2 separate regions of the Cricetulus griseus genome follow, and region 1 is linked to region 2. A link is a contact called in public Hi-C data. All regions are on one chromosome and are shown on one strand. Each heading gives the region's core, a stretch centred on a gene start, on an enhancer-like site or on the middle of the called end of the contact. The rest is flanking DNA. Distances are from core to core; before and after follow the strand shown.

Evidence for each region. A called contact is a pair of places that touch in the nucleus more often than the background predicts.
Region 1: a Hi-C map of liver shows a contact between it and region 2, with 2.4 times the contacts expected there. The contact joins two enhancer-like sites. A contact is called at or near these places in 4 of 8 Hi-C or Micro-C datasets (the CHL-YN cell line, the CHO-K1 cell line, fibroblasts and 1 more).

Annotation. Positions count from the first base shown.
Region 1 is chr4:147,377,552-147,382,121 of CriGri-PICRH-1.0, reverse strand. It overlaps Kirrel3 (kin of IRRE-like protein 3), which reads right to left. Exons shown (of 13, transcript XM_035443560.1): 11 at 2,291-2,489. Among named protein-coding and RNA genes, the nearest start is that of St3gal4, 30 kb to the left of the region's middle. Within about 2 kb of position 1,816, at least 1 of the 6 cell types and tissues checked has open chromatin away from gene starts, as enhancers often do.
Region 2 is chr4:147,341,148-147,345,574 of CriGri-PICRH-1.0, reverse strand. All of the region lies in intron 3 of Kirrel3 (kin of IRRE-like protein 3), which reads right to left. Among named protein-coding and RNA genes, the nearest start is that of St3gal4, 66 kb to the left of the region's middle. Within about 2 kb of position 1,529, at least 2 of the 6 cell types and tissues checked have open chromatin away from gene starts, as enhancers often do.

The sequences.
Region 1 (4,570 bases), core at 567-3,066, 36 kb before region 2:
GGGTCTTAGCCACTGAAGGAGGAAGGAGTATGAAACAGGGACAGGAGAGGGCCAGCACCTCCACAGGACCTGGACTTCTAGAGAGTCCAGAGACTCTCTAGAAAGTGGCAGATAATTACATGCTGCCTCTAGATGGGTCACAGGGGCCTCTGTGGGATGCTTGTGATCTAGATTGGTACTCTGAGAAGAGCGTGTGTGTCCAGGGAGTGGGGGATGCAGGCTCCATATGTAGCTAATTAAAGGAGTGGCATAGGCCAGACAACCAGTGGGGACAGAGAACTGAGATAGAGGAACCTTATGCCTTTGGCCAGCCCTGAGGAGTAGGATTCACCAAGTCCTGCTGTTCTCCTCTAGTGTCCTGCCTGGGGATGCAGAGGGGATGGTTGTCTAGATGGAGCAAATCAACCCATGAGCTTGATGACCACTTTGCTGCGGGAGCCCTGAAGGGGCAGTGTCCAGCAGCCTTGGCTTGATGATGAGATGAAGCATCCATAAGGGATACAGGGAGCAGGGAAGGTGGTGAGCCAGCAAGCATGGATGAAATAGGCCACAGGCCCCTGGGGAGCGATGTTGAGCTGGTGATGGTGCCGAGGAGCAGAGTCAGGGAGGGCCTGGAAGTAGAGGGAGGCCAGGGAAGGGATGGGAACCAGGACTTTTGAGGACAAGGGGTGGGAGAGGAGCAAGAGCTGTGTCCTGAGGAGGAAGGAGCCCTGGGCTTCTCTGGTATCAGGCAGGTGTTTGGGGTCCCTGGACGCCAGCTTCTGGGAGCCCCTCTCCCACTGCTCTGACTTCACTAAGCCCTTGGCCTGGGGAGGACAGAGAACTTAGCAGCCTCCCTGCCCCATTTTGAGCCCCTCCCCTACTAGCCAAGAGTCCCTCCCTCCATCCCGGGCAGTTCTCATCTGCTCCTTCCGTACCTGCTTCCAGCCCGGCTCCCGACTTCATTTCCGAACCTGTTTGGAAATAAAGCAAGCGTCCACAGCCAGGGCCTCGCTGGCCAGGGTGGGGTGGGACAGGGAATTGGTCACCTGGAGGGGTGAAGGGGAGATTCCCTCCTCTGTCATGTCTCTGGGGCCGTCGCATAGATCCAGGTTCCCCCAACTGAACTTGAGTTCATCCAGCCTGACTTGGCCCTCCGGAACAGGGGTAGGGACAGAGAAAAGCCAAACCTGGAGGGGAGATTCTAGGGGTGGGTGAGACTACTAAAGGAGGGCACAGGGGTAAGGGCACCAAGGGGAAGACAAAGAGGGTAGGCAACAGGGGACCAGGGAGGTTTGGATGATGTGTGGATGGTATTATGCAAATTATATGCAAAGCGCTATGCAAAGCAGCACCTATTAGGAAGAGGTGTTTGAAGACACTGAGACATTTGATATGTAGGTGTGAGCATGGCCACCTCATGACTGACTTTACTGGCTGGGCTTCTAACCTCTGATTTAGAGGCCCAGGCCTGCTAAACACCACCCCTGAACCCCAGGGCTGGTCACTGATTGGCAGAGGGAAGATCTGCAGCCCATTTTGGGACCTAATGTGCTGCTGCTATGTGTTGAGTGAACTTCTCTGACCTGGCTCTCTCATCTTCCTGGGACTTTCCCTTTGCTAGTCTGAGCCAGAGAACTTTAACTAAATGGAGACTGGAGTTCTAGTGTTTGTTCTGAGACGAGGGCTTGCTGTCTGTTCTTGAATGTGTGGGCTCAAGTGATCCTGTGACCTCAATGTACCATGTAACTGAGAGTTCAGGCACACACCACCATGAGCAGCAGAAGACCAAATTCCTAGCTAAGATCAGGAACTAAGCAATGGGCATATGGGGTCATAGTGATGGGTCATGGTGAGGTAAGCTTACTTCCTCTTTCCTCCTCTCTCAAAATCCAGCTGCTCTGTGCTCCAGAACTAGCCAGTGTCTCTTCTAGGGTACAGTGGTCCAGGTGTCTCCTGGGGGTTGCAAGAGCTCTGAGCCCAGCCCCACCCCCTCACATTAGCAGTGCTGCCCTTCAGCTTTAGCTTTGTCCCATGCTTGGGCAGAATGTGTGGAAGCCAGGGCCTTTGGAAGCCATTGAGTGTTTATCACCACCATGATCCCAGCTTAACTCTGTGGTCTCCCTTTCCTGAACAGCCCCAGAGGCCACCACTCAGAGTAGTTTTTGTTCCCTGGCTGGGGCCAATGCCCCTTGCTGCAGAAGGTAGCTATGTGAGGCTGTGTGGCATTTAGGAAGAGCACTATGCCTCACCCTTGGATCTGGATCTGGCCTGCTTTCCCTGGTCCCCTGGGCACTCTGGAAGTTCTCACCTTGTTCCTTGAGTCGGATGATCTCTGTGTCAGAGCCGAAGCTGTTCCAGGCTGTACAGTTGTAGATGGTCTGGAAGTCAGCACGCACAATGTTGCTAATGGTCAGCGTGGAGATAACGCCCTCCTCGGTGCTCACTGTCTCCACTGTGTAGCGCCCTGATGTCCCTGATTCCAGCACATTCTCCTTCCAGGACCAGGCCTGCCGGATTGTGCAGGGTTAGGGGTGTCCACATGAGAACCATGGTGTCACCACTCCAAGATGCTGACTTAACTATATGCTCACGTTAACAGTCACTGCCACACACCACCAACCTAAACACACATCACAAATATAAACAACCCACACAAACACATTATTCTACAGGTACATAGACACCATATAAAACACATGACCAGTATGTGTTCACACTGATAAGTGTGCATGCACATACCTCACATGACAAACACACACACATATGCACATTATAAAACACATGTAAATACTCAACACACACACATCAACAAGTACAAACATGGTACGTATACATACTATACCATATACTATGAAGATAAACATGCACGCACATAAGCACATACACCACAAATACTTCTGTACACATGCACACTACACCAGCCACATACTCAGAGGGACTCATACACCATATCACATCATAATGGACATGTGTATATGTACTACACACAGTCCACAGAAATATGCATCACACCATATAAACATATGCCACACCACATATGCTCACCATACCATATCACATACACATATACAAACATTCATATGTTTACATACACACATCACAAACCACATATACCTCAAATACGTCTACATATGCACACACCATGACACGAGATAGCATATCAGACACTGTGCAATCATACCATATCACACATACCAAGGATTCATGTTAATACAAATGCACATACACTCCAACATATACACACACCATTGCACACGCGCATCACAATGCCACATGTATACATGCATCACAGCATACAACACATCTCTCTGTCACACACAGAGCGCAGATATGCACCTTCTACTGACCGTGCGCATGTATACCCACACAGGCTGGGGGCACCTCAGAGGATATTTCTTTCCCTGAAGAGTACCCTGTGTGGCTCTGCATTGGGAACATTTTCTAGGCCAAGAGGGACCTTCTGTTGCAGCAATGTCGCCCCCCACATGGCCACCTGTCTGGGCTTCCTCGACAATACTCCCTAGTGCTGAACTTTGGGGAGATGGTTCACAGTGACTACAAATTCTTCAAGGCTGGTTATTACCAGACTGCTCTCCATCTCTCATTGTAACAAGATGACTTTGAGCTGCTTTTCCATCCCTTTTCACCTCCCACTGTTGAGTTTATGGGTGTGGACAATCATATCATTTTACAGGCTTATGTCATCATCTCCACCTCTGTTTATTTACAGGAATGCCTTTGTAGGTACTTTATACATAACCCTATATATAACTTTATACATAACCTTACTCCATGTTCAATGCCAGAAGACAAATGAGAGAGAGCTTGGCTTCCCTTGATCTGGACCAGATCCTTCCTGGTGTGGGGCTCTTTGTGAGATCTTTGGTTCTACTAAGGCTAGCACCCCTCACCCTTTGGCAATACCAAAGGCCTCCAGACACTTCCAGATGCTGCTAGGGGACCTGTGAGAACCACTAGACTAGAAATAAATAACTATAAAGAAAAAGATGGCATAACAATGCTCAAGGGTAATTGAAGGAGATCTTTTACAATGGCCATGTGTTAGATTTATAATTAAAAAACTAAAGAGTGAGTGGGGAGACATAGGTAATAGTTACTATGTGCAATTATTTGCAATTTTATGTGACTCTTTCAGACAGCAAATGAACCAGATGCCTGAGACAGCATTTAATAGCAATAATCCTTTAACAATGTCTTAGTTTACCAGGCAGTATCTCTGGCACACATAGGCTCTTATTTGAGCAGTGCCCAGCTGAGCCACAGCCTTCCAGCACTGTCACAGTGTGGAGTTGGCCTCTGGGCAATCTACTAGCAAGACCATCTGTGGTGTTTTGAATGAGAATAGCCCCAGTAGGCTCATATGTTTGAATACTTGATCCACACTGGTGGAACTGTTTGGGAAGGATTAGAAAGTGAGGCTTTGTTGGAGGAGGTGAGTCACTGGGGGTGGGCTTTGAGGTTTCAAAAAGACTAATGTCATTCCCAGTGTGCTCTCTGGCTCTCTGCTGTTCCTGCCACTATGCCCTTGATCTGCCATCATGGACTCTAACCCTCTTAACTGTAAATC
Region 2 (4,427 bases), core at 280-2,779:
AACAAGGGGGTCTCATTGGAGGGTGGGGAGACAATACAGTCTAATTCTATTGAAAAAAGAAAGAGGCTGGCCCAAAGATACCGGGGAGGAAACAAGGGAGGGAAGGAGTGGATTTGGAAGGCACAGCTAGGGAGGTAAAGCTTTATTTGTTAATAAATTAAACCTCCCCCACCCCCTTCAACAGGATTCTGCATCTAGAAGCTGTTGGGAAACACCACTGAGCCTTAAGTTCTCCCTGGGATGGCCATGAACTTTGAGCTGGAGCTCATGGCCAAGGTTTCTTTTTTTGCACATCAGCTAGATGGAAGGCTGCCTGGGGCTGGGGCTGGAGGACTGTTGCCCCATTCTGGAGCTGCTGTCATCTCACTGCATTGCTATTCAGTGATCATACAGGGCTAAGATCACTTGACTCATTGGCCAAACCCTAAGAACAGCCCAGGTACACTCTTGGACAATGCTGAGGATGTTTTCTCCAGAGTCCATTGGTCACCCAAGAGGGTTCCTGGCTGGGTTTCCAGGAATTCCTCAGATACTATATCAACCCAGATGGTTGGCTCCACAGATGGCCATCTGAGCACAACTGCCTTGTGAGTCAGCAGCATCCACACAGAAGGTTCTGTGTGGCAGCTGGAAGGGTGGGAGGCCAGCCAGCCACTCTTCCTGCCTTCAGCCAGCATGGGGGAACTCACAGAACTTAGGCTTTGGGGGACAGAGCTGGCCTTTAACATATCAGCAGTGAATTCTCCATTCTATAGTGGACTGGTCTAGGAAACACTTGAGTGGGTTGTGTTCCTCTTTTGCCCCGGATCCCCTGGAGCTCCCCACTGTACTTGAAACATGACTTGAACTCAAGAGTTGCCCACAAACACCTTTACCATCTTCCCTGGGTCCTTGAGACACCAGTCTGCCCATCTTCCTTCTTCTCCAGGTCCTGGCTCATCAGCCCCTTTGCCTAAGGGTCCCTGAGGGTGCCATTACATTACCTCCTCAGAGAGGCTTGACCTGTCCACCCATGGCTTTCCATTATACTTCTCATTTTATGTTCTTCATGACTGGAGAGCAAAGAATGACCTTGTCTGTTGTGGCCCTCCTGGCATTGGGCCTAAGTTGGTACCCAACTCATGGAGAGCCTGCGATATACATTTGTTGAATATGTAATGAAAGATCTTCTTGAGAGGAAGCAAAGACATTGGTTTTTGAGGTCCATGTTTTTATAGCCTCTGTCCTTTCCCTTCTTTTCCTCCCTCCATGAGCCTCCCTCCCCAGTGTGTGTTTCTGTGTGTGCATGTTCATTAAGGGTACACTTGGGGAGTGGTGATCAAAGTCCTTCCTTGGTCTGACTGGGCAGCTATGGAAGAACTTCTGGCATAAAATTCCTAGGAAGGGAGATGGAGCTGGGGAGGCTTAAAATTAGAAGTGGTTTTTAGTCTGTCTCCTTGGGGCATGAGCCATCTTAGCAGAGGAGGGGCAGCAACCTGATTTGCCTCATGCACAGGCTTGAGAGAAGGGCTCAGGGTAAGCTCGATGACATTTGACTGAGAGAGTATAGGTTTGCTGGCACTTTGTACTTCCTGTTTCGGGGGTTACCCCAGCCTATGCTTCAGCAGCTCTGGGGAAGGATAGGGAAACAGCTTGGGTCTGGGCCTTGAGTCTCAGTGTTGACTAGAGTTGGACAAGGGCAGCTGAGGTTTCTGGGGTCAATTGTCACATCTTCAGAGTCTTCTTCATTTTACTCAGCTACAGCCTTGCTGCTTCCCCTCCTTGGTGTCATGAACTGTGGATCTTATGGTGTGCAATGCCAGACATGGCTCCTCTCTTGGCACTGACAGTGAGACTCCAGTTACCTCCAGAGGCTACATTTCACTCGTGAGCTTGGTAAAGACCCAGGACATTGTGCGTGTCCATGTTCGAGGAGCCCTGCTCTGGGGGTCTGCCAGAAGAAATTACAGCCTAATGGGTGCAAATAGGAGGACTAGACAATGATGGTGGTTTGGGGGCTCTCGGTCTCGCTATTGGCTTCATTCTTTCTTAGCTCAGATTGGAGGACAGGCAGACTGTTCGCTGTCCATTAAGTCAGAGGACAGTGTTTTAGAGAAGGTCCCCTGCAAATTTCAGGTCTTTAACTGGGGAGGCAGGGGTTCTCCAACCTGACTTCCTTTCAGGTTGTGCTTACCCAACCTTTGAGACCAACTAAGAGGTCACCTTCTTCAAGTAATCTTTCAAAGTCTTCCAGCTGGGCCAAGCCACTTCTGCCTCTATTCTGTAGTATTTCAGGCATCTTCCTATATCAAACTCTATCATGTCCTATGGAGTATCTTTTGCCTTTTCTCCTTGCCTCCATGGTAACTTCCCTAGTCCTGGATCCTCTGCACCCAGAACAGCACATGTAACACAGGACACACTGTGGCATGTGTATTTGCCTGGCTGAACTTGGCAAAGACTCACCATTTTATGAGGCTTTTTTTTTATTATTATTACAGACAAGTTAAACAACCTGATAAATTGAGCCCTCTTATCTGAGAAGTGGGGTAATAAAATACTTATCACGTGGGGTTATTAAGATTAGGTTTATGTTATGAATGAGGCGAGGGCTTTTAAGAGCTACCAGATTATGCCACGTTTGCTTAGTGGTTATGAGAAAGGCATTGGCTATGTCAACTGTTTTTTTGTTTTATTGTCAATGCCCTTTGAAGCAGGATCTACTAAGACCTCTTTTTTACAGGTGAGGAATCTGAGTTCATGAGGAAAACTGCTTAGGTAAAATCTGCCGAAGGTAACCGAATCAGAATGCAGACTGAGGCTTAGTGGATACTGACATGTAGTCTCTAAAGTTCGAGTCTCTCACAGATCGCCCCTGCAGCTTGGCAGCCCTGCTCACCAGCCTTCTGCCCTCCTGCCCTCATCTTGACCCTGTAATTCCCAGGTATCTTTGGCCTCTGCTTGCAGGGTGTTCAGAGAGACGTGGGGATGGGGGTGGCGGGGGCAGTGAGGTGGTGATTGCAGCCTTTCTTGCTGCTTTCCTTCAACCTGGATTTTGGAGACCTCCAGAAAGCACAGACCAGGCCAGGCCTATGGATGGTGCCTTAGTGACATCTGCTAAGGGAATGGATGCAGATTTCTGCAGGTCAGATCCACTGATTGCTCACTTTTGTGGTTTTCCCTTCTCAGTTTCTGAGCCATGTGCAATGCCAGCTGCAAGTTTCCTCAATTATACAGAAGCGCCACCTATTGGCCAACATTCATAATTGCAGGCTATTAAGAGCCTGGACCTGGTTCACCCGGTGGGCTTCTACTGCTATCCAAAGAAACACCTAGAAAATTTGTATGGAGAACCTACTTACTAGGTGCTAAGCCCTGTTCTAAACATCAGGGATACAAGCCAGTGATCCTGGTGGGAGAATTATAAAATAAATAAAAACTCTAATGTTGATAAACGTTAAGAAGAAAATGTATTAGGTAGGTGTGGTGACAATCATTTTGGGAGGTAGAGTGGAGAAGAGCACTAAGTGTTTAAGTTCAGCCTGCTTACAGTGAGAGTCTTGGGCTGGTTGACTTTGGGAATCCCCTCTCTCTTTCCCTCTGTCTCTTTCTCCGCGTGCGCGTGTGTATTGTGTGAACCACATGTGTATGGTGCTTGTAGAGGTCAGGGGGGCATCAGATCCCCTAGAATTGGAGTTACAGATGGTTGTGAGTCACCATGTCATGGATGGGGACTAAATCTGGGTCCTCTGCAAGAGCAATGAGTGCACTTAGCTGCTGAACCACCTCTTCGGCCACCTCCCTTATATTTTAGTCTCAGCACTTGGGAGACTGAGGCAGGCAGGCAGATCTCAGTGAGTATGAGGTGGACCTGGTCTACAAAGTGAGTTCCAGGACAGCAAGGACTGTTACACAGAGAAACCCTGTTTTGAAAAGTAAAACAAAAAATAAAACGACAACAACAACAACAAAAAGACAGGGTCTCTCATTGCACTTAGAGCTTGCTGTTTAGGATAGAGCCTGTCTCTGGTACCCCCTCCCCTTAGCTCTGGTTACAGACACCCAACTTTTTACATGCTTGGGATCTGAACTCAGGTCTCCATGCTTGCAGAGCAAACCCTTTATCCCACTGAGTCGTCTTCCCAGCATCCTTGGCTCATGCATTCAAAAGTGTACACAGCTACCATCTTTATGCTAATAAAACAAATCCCAGGCAGGAATCTGTGCTCAAAAACCTCACCCCCATCAGGGTCTCTGGTATCTCAGGCTGACCTTGAACTCACTGTGTAAAGAAGGATGACCTTGAACTTCAGATCTCCCTGCACCAAGTGTTGGAATTCCAGTGTGTGCTACCATGCTAGGTTTCCTGCTGTGCTGGGAAGGGCTTCATGCACTCTGGGCAGGCTCTCTACTAGTTGAGGCACATCTCTAGCCTCAGAGTCATGCTC